Linked DNA regions of Bactrocera dorsalis: region 1 is linked to region 2. Evidence: chromatin contacts called from public Hi-C data. All regions are on one chromosome and are shown on one strand. Each heading gives the region's core, a stretch centred on a gene start, on an enhancer-like site or on the middle of the called end of the contact. The rest is flanking DNA. Distances are from core to core; before and after follow the strand shown.

Region 1 (3,143 bases), core at 423-2,922, 42 kb after region 2:
AGAAGTTCGAGTATTATGGATAGGTGTTTGAAGTCAGGTCCGACCAATCATCTATTTTAGGTTAGGTAAACTGGACTGCAATAAACGGCTGTCCGTTGCGACATTTATATAAATTGTCAGATCATTACTTCAAATACTTACATATATGTTTATAAAATTTTCGACCCTTTCGTTAGTCCAACTACCTGTCACTTAAACAATTGCAGTTTTTGTTTGTTTTATTCATTCATACAAATTTCTTTCTTATACAACACAAAGTCACATATTTGCCTACATGCCCTTTGCATGGTCTTCTTTGACTGTATACGACATTTCTTATTCACTTGCATTTTGCATCACTCTTTCTACACCAACTATTTGCCATTCGCTGCACACATATCCTTACGTACACACATATTTATTTATGGCTTCGCTTGTTCTAATAGCCTTTTCGCTTAAGTCGCTTTGCCTCATCTCAGCTGTTTTGCGTTACTTTAATTCTGCTGTCAGCAACTACTGCCCTCACACACATACATAAGTATATTGTTGTATTATTGCAGTTCCTTTGCGGCAGGTTGCTTGCTGTCGTGTTGCATACGAAGTTAAGGAACTAACTTGCCAACCAAACACATTTCACTGTCATTGCCTTACTTATTGGCATTCGCTTATTTGTTGTTTTTATATTATGCCTGCGCTGAGCTTCGTACTAACGTTTCACTTCCTATGTCATCCGCATTTTAGTTGCTGTTGTCGTTGTCTTTATTGTATTTTTTAACTTACAAGCATGGCAGTGCAACGACATAAAGCAGAACAACAACTTGCATGCATGCCACAAGTATACCGAGCACAGCGAGAATGTGCAGCATGTAGCGAGCAAAAGTCACAATAACAAAAACAAGGATGCTTATTTTGATAGTAACACGCGAACTTTTATGTATACCAGCAAGGAAGTTTTTCGTCGCTGCAGGTCAGTAATTTAAGTATTTACATTCCTCCACATATGTATGTGTGTGCGTGCGTATTGTAAGTGTGTATGTTTTTAGTTGCTTACATATAGAGTTTTCTAACTTTTCGGCGGTTTACTCGCTTAAAAGCTAAGCATTTACACGCTTGAACTAAACCACTTTTTGTTCATAATTTGTTAGTTGTTTATAATTTTATTAGCAACTTTTATTGCTTAAACTTAAACACAGCAATATTGATTACCGCCAATCACCAAGCCTTCATCTAATCACTTCAATCATATCACAAAAGCACTGTGTTCATTTGAGAATGCCACCAAAGCACCAAAAATATCCAGCTACTTACTACAATCTAAAACTAAATGCCAACACAAGCTACCGAAATTCTTAAACATTACCTTGTTCGTCGCACTCCACTTCTGCTCGCTCCACCAACTTCTCTTTCCTCGCAGCACTCGCTGTTCGCTAATTCACTTGCACTTCATTTCGCTTTCACGCCCGCACACAACTTTCGCACAACATTTTGCCTTGCATCAACTTCAATTTTTCCACAAACTTTCTGTTTTTCCATTGACTGCACCATTTAATTAAACAATACACTTTATTCTATGAATTAATCCGTACAAATTCGCACACAACACTCTGTTCGGTGCTTGCCAATGCCATTCGATTCAACTCGACTCCTAACCACACGAAACGAGACAACGAACTGACCCAGCCAACCGCGCTTTTGCAATGTTACAATGCTGGCAGCGCTGCTATTGCAATCTCTCTACTGCCGACGTCGCTGTGTTATCGTTGCATTCGTTGACATTTGGCGATGTGCTCTCGTGCGATTTTGGTAGCGTGAACGCTTCTGGCCGGTTGTATATTTGCTTTTGACTTTTAGCTTCTTCTTGCTTCTAGTGCAAAGCTCTGTTGTTGTTATCGCTCTCTGCGCATACTTGTTTGCACGCCTCAGTGTGTTTGCAGTTGTTTTTTGTTTATTTATTTTGTTTTGCTTTTGCTTACTCGTTGCCAATTGTTTTGATGAGCGTAGCACTTATGCTCTTCGTTCTCTGTGTTTACTTTGCACTGTATTAATGCTGCTTTCTGGTTTAATGAAATTTTGAGTAAGTTTTATGCAAAGTGGAAATGGCAATGTTGACAAGTTATTCGGGTTCCGCATATTATTTAGCGCCATCTGTGTGTGAGCTTACAGCTTAAATTTTAATTTTGATGATCCCCCTGTTTCTTTTTAATTATTTGTAATGAGCGAAGTTGTTGAATTGTTTTAGATTTTAACTGTGGTGTACAGTGAAAACAGTTTTTATTAAAGGAAAAGGATTTGTAACGTTGCTGGAGTAGAAGAAAGTGACCAACAGCGAGATATATTCTTGATATTGCTGTTATTGGAAGTATTGAAGTAGGTTCTTTCAATATTATAGCTACATACGCCATTTTCTAAAGCGTTCTTTGGAATGTGAGGGAACAATTCTTAGTCGGAAATGAGTCCAGAACCGATTGAACAACTTAAGATCAATGTCATGCGACCGAAGTTCACTTAAAATACGACTTGCCACCAACTTGTGAATTAATTCTTCATCTGCAGCTGATTTATCCGAAATCGCTATAATATAGGGATATAAGGACATCATTCAGTATTCTTAAGGCTCCTAAATACGATCTTGATTGACGGTATTATACAAGAAAAAACGTTAACTCAGATTATATCGAAACTAGTTATAATATCCTTCAAAATTGAAAATGTTTTCCATGGCAAATTTCGTGAAGATGTTTTTTCGAGTATAATATTTTGACACACAAGAACTTACTTAGTGATCGGGCAACTTCTATGGCAGCAATAAGCTATAACGATCTGATTTCGATGGTTCTCATGAATGAGCAGCTTTTTGAGCATTTGCCTTCAGCCCTTGGAGACAGGATCTTCTACAGCACTCTATTTTGAAATAAAAGACACTTGTATTTGTCAGTTGAGTTGAAAAAAAATCAGACATTTTATCAAATCCACTGGTTTACTGGATTACATTGTTTTGGTTACCACACGGGAGCCTTCAATCTGGTGTTCCAGCAACTCCATTTTCAATCAACAAACCACAAACGAAAATACAAGGTTCTGTGACATATCTTATAGATTTTATTTTGATTTTCTATTAAAAATAGTTTATTAAAATCTATGACAAGTAGTATACAGTGGAAAAG
Region 2 (3,320 bases), core at 254-2,753:
CCCCATCCAAAAAAAAAAATTGAAGGTGCGAAGTCTGGAAAATATAGTGGGTGTGGTAGCACGTCCCATTCAAACTCCAAAAGCTTTTGTCAAGTCATCAAACTTGTATGAGTTAGCATTAACCTTTTATATTAATGAACTAAACGAAATTAAAGGTCATTGATCTTAGGTTGTTGTCTTCGTTAATTGTAAACCAAATGCTTATTGACGACGCTAAATGTCAACAAGGTGCCATTGACGTTGGGTTTCTATTTTGGCTAAAGGTAAACAAAGTCTGGGCTCCCAACACATCTGGCAGCACAATTTATTATGCCATAATTCTTTGTTTTCTCTTCAATGCAGCATTTCAATGCACATCCCGAGCTTTACAACTGTAAAATTCCTATAATTAAGCCAAGAATATGTTATCCTAGAGGACCAGCTGATCACAATACACTTCTGAAAATTTTTCGTCCGTTATATACAATATAAAGTCAAGCAAAAGGTCAAAAACTGTTATAATAGGTATAGGACCATCAAATTCTTGACTCCATTTTAACCTTGTGAAACAAAGGCAGATTATTATCAGGAGAAGATTATATATGAATTTCTATTATATCCAGGTATTGATCGATATTATCGGTAAAAGGGGTATTCATAAGTACCGAAGTCCATATATTCTTTATAAGGGGGCTTAAACATCTATAATTCGATTTCGCCAATTTTGAAAAAGATATGGCATAGCTTAAAAACATCATTTGGGAAAAGTTTTACACAATATTTTCATTGCTTCTTGATTTCAAAATGAAAATTTATGTTTGCGGACTGTGCCCTCGCGTCGTTTGGGCGCGGGAGGGTAATCGTTGGGTATTATTATTAAAGTGAAAGAATCAGCTACAATTCGTTTATATGAGAAGTAGGCGTGGTTGTAGTACAATTTCGTATAAAAATATCCGCTCCCACGACAATCGGGTATATGTAACCGGTACGGACCGGAATTTTTATCTGGTTAAATACTATCAACTCGGCAACATTCCTCCTAAACGCTGTAGGGAACTTTCGGCAACTACAAAAATAAGACTGTAGAAAGACAGATATGTCAACGAGTAGTTCTTAAAGTATCCAAGAAGCTGACTCAGTGTTCATCTAAATTGTATCAATATTTTTTTTATTTACTTAGCTACCAGTAAGCAAAAATGACCTTGATTTATAGCAAATCAGAAAACATGTTCGTCTTTTCGCCGAAATCAACACCAAAGGCGATGATAAAGCCCACAATTCGGTGCAGCTGGAGTACCTAACTCACAAATTAGGTAAAATAATAATTGGAGAAAAAAAACTGTTAACTCAACACCACTAATTTGACAGAAAACAGCCGTGGAAGCGCAACATCATCATTATAATCGGCTTATGACAGCGAGTTGAATAGAAACATTTGACATTTGTCGTGTTGTGGTCGTGTTCGGCGTTGTTGTAGCGCTATATAGACGTGTTCCGTGCGTTGTTTTTGCCTGTGTTTGCTTTTGTTATTGATTTTTTTTGTGAGCCGCTGCGGTTGTCATTACTGATTAGTCACAACTTGTTGCTGACATTGCAAATACAACAAAAATGCGTTAATAAAAAAAAAATAATAATAAAAAAACAGCAATGCAACGAGTAGCGAGCAGCGAGCGGCGTAAGGAAGCGATAAAAAATCGACGGTTGATTAATAAAATAATTTTAATGAAATGGAAAAAAATCGGTGTGCAGTCGAAAACGAGTTGTCAGTGAGCAAAAGAAAGCCAATAACCGAAGTAACTGTTTGAGATAACGAGGCCACAAATAAACTGTGTAATTTTGACAGTTTGCTTAGCTGACATCTAAACGAGTCGTCACTGAGTCGGTGCAGCGGCGTATGACGCGCTGCATTCGCTGCTTATGAGCGCGCTTCAATGCGCTTCAGCAAACGGCCTAACGAAATTGAGCAGAAGACAGCTGAAAAACAAAAACTAAATAATGCAAAAATATGTATATGATTTGCCGTGAAAACTGGTAATGAGTTCCGATCGTCGGCTGATTGACCGCTGAACTGGCTGGCCGGCTGGCTGATTGCGCGCCGACGGCATGAGTGAATGACTGTTGCTGATAACCTCGCTGGCGCGTCATTCACAGCGGCATGAACACACACAGTCAGCTGTGCGCGCCGCGGATATGCGTGTAACAGTAATCATTTATTTATGCGCGTGTGTTGTTGCAGTCACACATACAGATATAGTTATACAGTTATAAATACATATGTATGTGTATATTAAGCGCTTTGATCTTCGCGATGATTTCATTGCATTTAACACAAATGTTTGCACTCAATGTTCGTATGTATGTAAATGATGTGTACATATGTTTTTTTTTGAGTGGCATTGCATTGAGCTTTGTTCGTTTGCTGCTTTTGATTAATTGCATGCGCAACAATTGCGACAATGCATATAAAATTAACAAATAATATCCGTACGAGTGATAAAGCAGCCGAAAAGTTGGCGTGTGTGCATGGCTTAATGAACAAATAATTGAATAATAACAACAAAAATAACAATAAAAGTATATTTAAAAATACAAAAATGAAAAATATGACAAATAGCAATAAAAGTATATTTAAAAGTAAAAAAAATTAAAAATATCACCAGTAGATTCCGGGCTCATTGCAATTACTCAAGCATTTCTTAATTTTTTTGTGGCAATTTTTATTTGCTTTTGGCTAACTGGAAATGCTTTATTAATTATTGCAAATTATTATTATTGAAAATCGTTCTCCAGCACAATTTGAGTAGTATTTTATTTTTATTTTTTTGTGTTTATGCTTTTAACTGGTTTCTCATCGGTCTCACTGATCTCTCACCGAAAGTAGTGCGCTGGCTTTGCGACACCAAGCCCATTATGTTCTATGGGATCTTTATGTAGGAGAAAGCTCTAGAAAATACCACACTTGTAAGGAAGCTTGAGAGCGTTCAACGTGCGGCGCTCCACAGCATGTGTGGGACATTAAGGTCCATTTCAACCATGGCACCTTTTCTCATAGATATGGCCGTATTTGGTCGTGAACTATCAGACTCAGTGAATCTAGGTTTCTAAATGAACTCGCTTTGACTTTATATATCGGATCTTTTGAATCATACCGTCGGAAAAAAAATCAGGTGACTTTTTCACCGACGACAAACCTGCAAGGGGTGAGGATGCGTAGAGGTCACTGGAGAAGAGGAATAGAAAGCTTATTTACGCCTAGATCAAAGCTTGAGTGATTGTTGGCAGAGGGTTTTACTGTCAGAAACTCTCTCTCTCTCTCTCTCTCTCTCTACTTCAGTTTCAAA

The links. A called contact is a pair of places that touch in the nucleus more often than the background predicts.
Region 1: a Hi-C map of whole body shows a contact between it and region 2, with 3 times the contacts expected there. The contact joins the promoter of LOC105230156 here to the enhancer-like site in region 2. A contact is called at or near these places in 2 of 2 Hi-C or Micro-C datasets (both in whole body).

Annotation. Positions count from the first base shown.
Region 1 is chr3:2,875,210-2,878,352 of ASM2337382v1, forward strand. It overlaps LOC105230156 (zinc finger protein jing), which reads right to left and starts at 1,673. Exons shown (of 8, transcript XM_049452273.1): 1 at 1,340-1,673. LOC105230153 (phospholipase D2) reads right to left here. Exons shown (of 10, transcript XM_019991717.3): 10 at 3,056-3,143.
Region 2 is chr3:2,833,323-2,836,642 of ASM2337382v1, forward strand. All of the region lies in intron 2 of LOC105230156 (zinc finger protein jing), which reads right to left. Among protein-coding and RNA genes, the nearest start is that of LOC105230156, 42 kb to the right of the region's middle. Within about 2 kb of position 1,504, the one cell type or tissue checked has open chromatin away from gene starts, as enhancers often do.